Regions from separate parts of the Zea mays genome. Here region 2 is linked to region 1. The links are chromatin contacts, called in public Hi-C maps. All regions are on one chromosome and are shown on one strand. Each heading gives the region's core, a stretch centred on a gene start, on an enhancer-like site or on the middle of the called end of the contact. The rest is flanking DNA. Distances are from core to core; before and after follow the strand shown. Region 1 overlaps LOC100285244 (protein kinase-like). Region 2 holds the start of LOC100274909 (uncharacteized LOC100274909).

Region 1 (4,938 bases), core at 670-3,169:
ATTTGATGGTAAAAGATGACACCCTAGATGCACTACAACGCACCAGAACTCAATGTTAGATTTTTGTGCAACCTCATCAGTGGTCTCTTCTCTTTTAATGAACATGGCAATTGCAAATGATAGCTGTGTTAATTTATTTTTATCAGTGTGATTATTGAGAATTCATAACTTTATTTATGCTACAGGAAGTTGAACGATCATTCTCTTTTTGGGGCACTGCTGAAGGTGATGCTATCCACCCAGCTGAGTGTATGCACCAACTGCTTGAGCAAGTTCGATGTCATAAAGTGAATATCGATGGCAATGTTTGTACTGTCATGGTGACTACATTAGTTCTTGAGGTATAACTTACATCACTTGTTTTTACTTCACCAAAGTTTACTCTCATATTACTCTTTTTGATTGGATAGTGTTATAGGCTCTACATTGTTTTTAAAATTTTGACTCACACATGTTGCTCCTCCTGTAGTTCTTTTGTTTGTCTAATTTCCATCTAAGATAATGCGTTCATTTGTAAGCAGATGGGATTCCACAGTGGCTATATAAACTGCTTTATGTAATTGGCTATTTGTGTATTACAAATTTGTCTCTTTAATTGCAATAATACCTTTCGTAGGCATTCCTTTTTTTTCCATTTGTGGTTCTTCAATTCTTTTCAATTTTATTACAGGGCTGGCAACGTAAGTTGGATCCAGATTATAATGTTATGAAGACTCTGCAAACTTTACTTTTTAAGGAAGATTGGGCGAAGTCTCTTCAATACACTATCCAAGGGCTCATGGCGCCTTAGGGTCGTCCGCAATCCTTTCTAAAGTTTTGATCTGGTTTGTGTTCGACTGGAGGATCCTCTTCTCTCACCATCACGTCTGGCTTCTTTTCTACGTTATTTCACGTTTCGTTTCTCTGTACCTGTCCTGGCGTTGTGCTGCTAAAGCAGCCTTGATGATAAAGTAATAACTGCAGTAAAAATTTTCAGAAGCTACCAGAGTACTATGCTGCTCAGCTCTGGGCTGTCTTCTTATATGTTCTTGATGAAGGGCCAAAGAATTAGGTCCTTTTCCCCCCCCTCCTACCAACACTTTTGACAATAGCTCTTAGATGATGTAGCAAAAGGCGTTCTGTTCTGATGATCTTTTTTGTAACTGGAGAGATTGTATCCGTGGACTGGAGAGTTGCTTATGTACAGACAGAGATACTGTTAATCTCGAAGGAATCCACTTGTCAACTGACAATTATTCCCAGGAAAAGGCTCCCAGTTTTTTCTTGTTTTACATGTATTAGCAATGCTGAATGTCTGAAATTTGAATGATTTTGCTGGTAGGGAGGTATATTGAACAACATTGTGGTTACCCTTATATGTTTGTAGCGTTTTATAGGTCATAAATTAACTTGGAACATGAAGCGTGCTCTCGTCAATGCTCTTCCCTTCACAGCGACGCTTCTGCCTATTCAAGTGTAGACTAGTAGATATCAATCAGGTCGGGGCTGGACGGAATGGAACCGTACGTGACACACCACCTGCTGCGGTTGTGCACCGCCGCCGCTTCTGCGTCAAGCAAGCAACCATGCTGGTGCGTGCGTGCCTGACACACGAACACGGGAAACCAACCACTCATCGCTCCCTGGCTGGCTTGACCAAGCTGTCCGTCCTCGGCGAGCTGGCCATGCAGTGCACGCATATATATGTCAACCCTATCCGTCATGGCGAGGCGGCAGGCCACGGCCACACCATGCCTACTAGGAGCCGGAACATGCCACGAGTTCCATGTAGCTCTCCTGGGCTGTTCCCCTCGCTGGGCGCGCCTGACCAGGCGTTCCGTCATCATGGCATGGGATTTGCATGCAGGCGAGCGAGGAGTATCCAGCCAGGCCAGGGAGAGGGTGTGTGTGTGTGCACGGGCGCGGGAGAGAGAGAGAGAGAGTAGCTAGCTGCTGGGGCCGTTCTTCCCTCCTATCTGCGCGCGCACGTACGCGCCCGCCCTCCATCGCTATCCGTCGGTAGGTTAATCGCCTGCGTGCTGCCCGCCGCGCCGCCCACCACGTGCTCCTGCTAGGTCGGCAGGGCAGTCACGCTCGCGTACGTCGCCCGCCGCACATCTAGCTCCAGCGGAATACGCGCGACGTGGGCCAGCGCCGGCCGTCGTACGTCTGGGCGTTGGCGTTGCACCTGCCGGCGGAGCCATATCTCTCTCTCTCTCTGTCGATCTCTCTCTAGGCAAGGCAAGGCAAGTCTGTTGGACCGGGCTGGGTATCCTACAGCTAGCTGGGCAGTGGCCGCGTATGCATGGATGGGTTGAGCAGCACAGGCAGTGGTGGTTGGTTGGTGCCGTGTCGCGCGGGAGGTGTGGTGTGTCATCAGCCACATGCAATGCATGCCGCGGACCGCCCTGCTGCATGCTGTGCCTGTGCCGCGTCGCCGTCCGGAAAACGATCGCGCGCATGCACTACCTCTTGCCAGTGCCGTGCGCTCGCAGTCGGGTCTCCGCCACAAGATTGCTCTTGCTTGCTTGCTATCTTTGCTCCAGCTCCACTGGATTGCCATCGCTAGCTGGACTTGAACAGTCGAACTTGCCCTGAGGTCTGAGGAAGACAGAATGTACCCTTTCCTGACAACTTCAGAGTCGCACAGTTCTGTAGAACTATGAGACTGCTTGCGCCGTCAATACCGGTCCATTGGATCTGCACACAGTGACTGAGAACACACACACTACTGTACTCACGTTCTTTGCCGAGTGTCTAAGACACTCGGCAAAAACCATTTTACACTCGACAAAAAATATTCGACAAACATTTTATCGGTAAAAAGTTTTACTTAATTTTTTTACTCTCTAAAACATTATCTATAGAGTTATGTGAGTAAGAATTATTCTGTATATCTTTACTATATCTCTAACAAATTTTCTAGATCTTATACGTACTCTAAAAACTTATCTTTATTTTCTATCTTTGATTAACGAAAAATTTAGAGTAATAGACTACGTCTATATATATTGAAAGAAGATCCAATAAAAAGACCGTTGGAGTTTCTCCAATATAATATATACTTCATCCCAGTGCAGTAGATAAGACTTAACCGTACGTCTCTGGTTCAAGAACAAAAATATGTATTTCATCCTCTCTATCTATAGTTCTGTATCGATGTATACGTATGTTTAAATAGAACGCGACTTATATAGTTATATTATGGAACTAGAATAAAAAACAGTTACACACAATAAAGGAAGTAGTGCATATAATTAGCCAAAACTACAAAACAACGTACGTTGCTACAGCTGTTCTCTACTGTCTCACGCCTTGCATTGGGCTGGCCCAGCCTAGCTACTAGCTTAGCTACTAGTTTGGTCGTTATCGATTGCTTTTTTTTTATGTAGTGCTCGATCATTCAGATGATCATTAGACCACATACACACGGGTGCATTCTTGAGATAGATTGCTTGCCGTTTTCATACTAAAATGCTAGCTAGTTATTGTAATTATACTCGCACCATCAGCAGCTCCACTACCGCTAAGCTACTATTATTAATTACAACCATGGTTTTGCATTCGCGGTCGCGGCGCGCGGTACGGTAGCAGCGCTACGTCACAACAATATGCGTGCCATGCACAGCAGTCACAGGTGGCGTACGTGTGCACCATGCAGCATGTGTATAAGTATAATATAGTAGCACAAGAGCTCATCACGGCCAGATCGACCGATCAATTCGTGCCATTATGTTCATGCCAACGCATTATATTGGCAAGCATAATGACAAGCACTAATGACCTAATTAGAGGACCCTAGCTGCTGGCGTCTACTGCACACTGGCCACGCAAGCTAGCTAGTGGATGCAACAGTCGACACATATAGATCGATAGCCGCTACGTACGTACATCTCTTCTTCCTGGCCTGTCGTACGTACGTCCAATTCAATCAGTTCATCAAACTTTCGGTTTTCATGGAATCGTTGGCCGGAACGATTCCTAACGGAATTCTTAATCAGTTCATCAAATGAAGAAAAAAAAGTCATGAGCTGAGTCGTGCAAGACGACGGCCAGCCGGCTTCGTTGGGGTCTTCGCTGGATACAGCTCCATGACCTCGTCGTCTCTCTTCAAATGTCTCTGCCCTGCCTGCTGCCAAACGAGGACGGGGCGCAAGAAACAGTTGCCGGTTGGTCCCCCACTCATTTCCTGATTCCATTGCATTGGCGGTTGAATATATATGCCACCCAGCTAGCAAGCAGGCTAGCAGCTAATGATCGAGCCGGCAAACCACCACGGCCATTGGGGGCTAAACTTGTCAAAAAAAAACTTAAAAAATATAATTCTATCTATATCTACATTTTAAACCCAGAAGTAGAAAACTCCTCCAGATTTTGGTCTGTCATCGTCCTCCCTCTACGTCTTATTTTTCAACTAAATAAAAAGAAGAGTATTTATTTTTGTCGTCCGCTATTTATTTTTTAATTAAAACGAGATAAATAAAAAATAAGAGAATTATTACTAGTTTGATAAAAAAATAGAGGTACATGTGTAACCTATAATGTACATCTGGTCACGATCCTTTCAGGAAAGTGGTGAGATGGCTTGTAAGGCATGCTACGTACATGATATGCGTGGCAGCCGAATTTTTTGTATTTTAGCCATTTTTTGGAACAAAAATCACGTTCAGACCTTAAAAAATTTTAATGTCATTTTTGGACCCTTTGCTCGGCGCCATAGCCTATGGCGCCGAGGTAACACAGCTCGGCGCCATAGGCTATGGCGCCGAGGTACGTGCTGCATTGGCACAACTCGGACGCGTGGCGTCGACGTGGCAGCGAGCTCGGCGCCACAGATCTTGGCGCCGAGCTTGGTTGTGTTATTAATATATTTGTTGGATACATAAGCATAAAGTCCATCTAGCTCAATTGGTAGAGCACAAGGCTGTGAACCCTGTGGTCGTGGGTTCAAGCCCCACA
Region 2 (4,938 bases), core at 839-3,338, 180 kb after region 1:
TGATAACAACGAGTAGCTAAAAGATAGTGAACTGCTTGAGTTTATCTCCACGTAACCCTGCCGACTTATCCCCGCACGGCTCCGTTGCATGGGGGCTCCAGCGCGGGAAAGTCGGATCTCTGTTGCGATCTCTCGCTCGACGTTGTGGGCCGTCCGGGTTTGCTCCAATCCGGCCTCATGTCGCTCTGCTTTGCTGGTTGTATCTCCCCAGGCCCACGAAAGAATGACCTTACGATTTATTGGGCCCTTGGGCCTTTTCGTGAGGTCTTTTACTCTTTTAGTGGACCCGGGGGATGTCTATCCCCCACAGCTCACCCTTGTTGTATTCACACCCCAGGTCAAGGACAAGTACCACAAGATGAGGAGCATGAAAGATGTCGCGATGAGTTCTTGAGTGGTATAGGTCGTCGTCTCCTACTAGTCAACTATGGTTGTGGAGGATCGTTGTCTTCGTATGATGTAATTATTTAGTTATATTGTATATAACTCCTATTATATAGTAAAGACGTGACATTCATTTTTGTACCATGAGTCATCATATGTGTGAGACTTGATCCTAGCACACATTTGAGATGCACTCGGGTTTGGCCCGGGCGTGACAGAAATGATATTAGAGTAATGTTGACCATATGATGTAACCTAGATAGAACTGGACAAACCTTTACCTACTTATCTTTTCTACTTTGATTCTTTCTATACTTCCCTTAATCTTTTTCTCATCTATTGATGCTTTACTCTCACTATTCTTATCTCTTCTTTTGTAAAGGCAAAATATGATTTCACACTTTGAAATTCTGTACCTAAAGTGACATGTAGGAATAGGAGACCTAATCTTAGGAACAAAAACAAAGTATGTTCTTATGATAACTGTTTTATTTAGTTCTTTGATTGAGTTTGATGGTTTGTGGAGTAATATCCACAATTGCATCTACATACATAGGAAAAAAATATTTAGAAAGATAGATTATCCCTGTATATGAAAAAAACAAATAGATCTATCATATGGACCCATCTTACCTTAAAAAGATTATATCTTATCCTTGTGGGTTTATCTTGTAAGAATAATTATCTCAGCCTATACACAAAACAAACAAACCAAAATTCTGCCTAAATTCATTCAGCTTCTAACCAACCACTAGGACCGGAGATGAATACTCCTCTGAATCCCTCACCTGCTGGGACTGATGCTGTTATAGCTGTCCAAATACAACTACTGCAACAAATGTCCAACACTATGACAAAGATGCAAGCTCAGCTCCACCTAAACCAGACGTGCGATCCACGTATAGTATGTATACATATAGTCCTACTTGCACACGCTGTCTACCGTACTGCATCTGCATGTCGTGTATGTACCTGCCGCGTCTCTCTCTTGTCGTCAACCCGACCCTGCTACAAACAAACTTGTCTCCATTTATGAGCAAACCTCTGTTTCATTCATCGACGTCGACACTGCCCCCCCTCTGGCGCTCTCTCGATCTCTTGCCCCCTCTTATCTCCTCCATTCATGAGCCATGATCAGTTGATCACAATACAAGCCGTAGTACGCGCATGCAACGAACGACCGTACGTACGCGTGGCCATACCCATGCACGCACCTGCACCTGCTGTGGTAAAACCTGTAATAAGCATGCATGGCGTTCTCGTTCTTCCACGTTTCGATCATCCTGAACCTTGAGAAATTAGAAAGGCATGGCTAGCTGGAGAAAGAAACTTGAGGCTTGGGGTAACTTGCTGTGCTGACATCGTGGTGGTTGCACTCCAGTTTCACCATGGTGTGAAGCTAAAGGAAAAATTAAAACGTGGCCGCCTTTTCAAACCAAATGATCCTCCTCGTCCGGGTCCGGGTCCGTCCTTGTGGGCGAAGAGAGAGAGAGACAGAGGGTGACTTTGGGAGAGAGGAAGATGGTCTGTGCGTTTGCGTTGGGCCCCCCCTGATCCTCACCAAACTTTCCACCTCTCCGTGCCTTTTCGCTCTGTGCAAAGTGGCCTGGCCTGGGTCTGGTCTGGGTGTGGGCGTTTCCTACTCTCTCTCTCTCTCTCCTGCCCACGGCTGGCTACCGCTACGGCTACGGGGGCTGGCTGGCTGGCAGGGAGGCGCAGAGAATTGAAGATCCTTGAATGCGGTTTGGTGGCATCCCCGCACTGGCCCCTAGAATAGATAGCTGCCCTTGCCTCCATCTCCCTCCTCTCGTCTCCACGGTGGACGTACGGAGGCAGGCATGGATTGGGCCGAGCACCACCACCACCTACATAAACCCCCACCATTTTTTGCAGGCTTGCAGCAGCATCGCGAGAACCGCAGCCAGCTACCCACCCTGCTGCAGCTCCGAGCTTTTACCCCGCTTTGACTCCACTCTACCGCTCCTCCAGCCTCTGTTGTTTTGTTTCCCACCGCAAGAATCCGGCCGCCTACCTCCTCCTCTCTCCGCTCCTCCCGACGCCTCTCTGCTAGTATAGTGCTACCGCCACCGCTAACTAGAGCTCGATCCACACGTCACCGCCGTACCCACGCGCCCCGGCTTGTTAGTTAAGCTTGCCGGCCGGCCGCCTGGCGCGCACCGCCGCTACGCGCGCTGGGCCTGGCATGAGAAGGCGGTGGTCCCGCGCCGCGGTGCTCGCGTGCTTACTGCTCCTCGCGTGCGTCGCCGAGTCGCGCGCGGTGCCCGACGCCTCGGGGGGCGGCGGCGGCCCAGGAGAGCAGCGGCGGGGCGCGTTCGACGTCGTGGTCGTCGGCCTCGTCAGCATCGGCCTCGGCCGTCGGTGGCGCGCCGGCGAGATGGTCGACGAGGACAAGCGCCGCGTGCCCACGGGGCCCAACCCGCTGCACAACCGATGAGCGCCAGCCACCGCGCGGGCCTAGCTACCTGCCTGCGTTATCGATCGAGCGGCGGCGGTCATTTGCTCTACTGCCCAGGCGCCGCGCCCGCCGTTGCCGGGAGGACGCGTGCATGATCGACGACGTACGTGCCGAGCGAGGTGGAGAAGAATGAGAAGGAGAAGAGAGGAGCCTACGTGTCAGTATTTCTACTACCACTACTCCTACTACTACTCCCTCCCTGCTTCCCTTTCTTCTCTTTCTCCTCGCTAGTAAGAATTTTTCTTCTTCTCTTCTCGCCTGTTCTCGTGGCTGTGTTTTCCCCCGCTTGTATTGATTGTATTGGCTTGCCAAGCGAACAGCAAAGGCTATTCTGTTGATTGATCGGAAGAGAAAGATACTAGTATATGAGTATAGTGTTTCCTGTTTGAATTTGCTTGTATCTGCAGATATGTTACTACTATCCATTCTACATCATGTTTCCACACATCTCCTGGAGACCAGGGCCGCTGTAATTCGTTCCATTTTTTTTTAAAAAAAATTGTTCCTTTATTTGGGCGGCGTCCTTTTCTACTGCTACATGAAAACAGTGTGGAAAAAGTCAAGATTTTGGCTACAAAAAAAGAAGGCAAACGAGCTTGACAGAACTGTGGATTGAGGTACACGGTATCGTGAGTAGTACTGGCATCGACCGAGAAGGTAGGCCGGAATGTACCACGGAGCGGCCAAGGGAGTCTTCTCCAATAAGAGAGACCAAGAGAAAAGTCGCCTTTTTTTTTTCCTTCTTCTTCTTCCGCCGATCGACCTTTCGAAAAGGTGCAGGTCAAGTGGTGAACACATCGATCGACATCTCCGACGACGCCACTTATGAACGCACTTCCAGGTTTTCACCAACAATTTCCCTGTTCTTTTTTTTTTTGGTTTCCTTTATGGCTTTATATTTCATTGCTCGCTCGCATGGTTCAGTTCAGTTCTAACCAATTGCGTCGAGCTTCCCTAGGTACCTGAATTCTTGTGGCGTCTAGCGTTCAGAGATCTCTATCGGTTTACTATTTACTTCCACGGACCAAAAAACAAGTTGTGTGAGGCTCTAATGATTTGCTATGGTCCAGGGGATAATTCTGCTGTGTAGAAGTAAGTTATTTTACTCCTTCAAGCAACGTTCGCGCCTACATGACAACTAAAATCCGGCTGTTTAAACTGCTGCAGCTACAATACATAGAGACAAAAATATTGTAAAAGCTGTAGAAATCGGTATGAATTAAAACTAAATGAACAGTCTGTAAACATCTACCTCCCTGGCTAGTTTTAAACTATTGACAGACAGCGATCATGTATGATTTTGACTTTCAACTCCCCTCGACCCCTCCCCTCTGGAATGCTATATTTTCCCAGGGTTATCCACGATTTTTATGTAAAATAAATCGGTTCCTGTGAAATTCCGCTTCGAAATTTCGGTGTCTTAATGGGCCGGGGTCGTTAATCTGTGCATTTTCAATTCCTCAAATAATCTCTCGATCGAGGAGATTTGAGGTACAACTGTTCAGCAACGAGTCCCATGTCGATAGCACTATATACCTTTTTGTTTCGGCTTCTGGCCACCAAAAGCTACTGCGGACTGCCAAACGCTCAGCTTTTCAGTCAGCTTCTATAAATTTCGTTGGGGCAAAAATCATCCAAAATCAACATAAACACATAATTGGTTGAGTCGTTGTAATAGTATGAATCCGTCACTTTCTTGATCCTGAGCCCTATAAACTACTTTATCTTCCTCCACACGTAATCGTAATGATACTCAGATTCTCCCCGCAGCCAGATTTTCAAAAAAGTTGGTTAGAAAAAAACTTAACCAAACAGTCCATATACCTCGTGTGCGTACGTCGAAGAGATTTGGTTGGGGGAGAGGCCTGCACCAGCACGGACGAGGGACGAGGCTAGGGCTGGACAAAATACTCGTGGCTCGTGAGCTCGCTCGACTCGTGGTCAGCTCGGCTCGGCTCGACTCGGCTCGTTTCAATTTTCTGAGTTAACATCTCAACTCGGTTCGTTAACAAGCCAGCTCGACATGAGCTCGAGCCAACTCGTTAGCTCGAATGAGCTAGCATTTATCTGCAAAAAAA

Evidence for each region. A called contact is a pair of places that touch in the nucleus more often than the background predicts.
Region 2: a contact with region 1 is called in a Hi-C map of leaf, with 2.4 times the contacts expected there. The contact joins the promoter of LOC100274909 here to the enhancer-like site in region 1. A contact is called at or near these places in 2 of 25 Hi-C or Micro-C datasets (both in leaf).

What each region holds. Positions count from the first base shown.
Region 1 is chr2:4,142,107-4,147,044 of Zm-B73-REFERENCE-NAM-5.0, forward strand. It overlaps LOC100285244 (protein kinase-like), which reads left to right. Exons shown (of 6, transcript NM_001413657.1): 5 at 186-341; 6 at 671-1,303. The coding sequence ends at 790. Among protein-coding and RNA genes, the nearest start is that of LOC100285244, 5.9 kb to the left of the region's middle. Within about 2 kb of position 1,920, at least 20 of the 20 cell types and tissues checked have an H3K27ac peak or open chromatin away from gene starts, as enhancers often do. A contact at or near this core is called in leaf, where this site is marked.
Region 2 is chr2:4,320,491-4,325,428 of Zm-B73-REFERENCE-NAM-5.0, forward strand. It overlaps LOC100274909 (uncharacteized LOC100274909), which reads left to right and starts at 2,089. Exons shown (of 1, transcript XM_008670537.2): 1 at 2,089-3,370. The coding sequence starts at 2,588. The coding sequence ends at 2,839.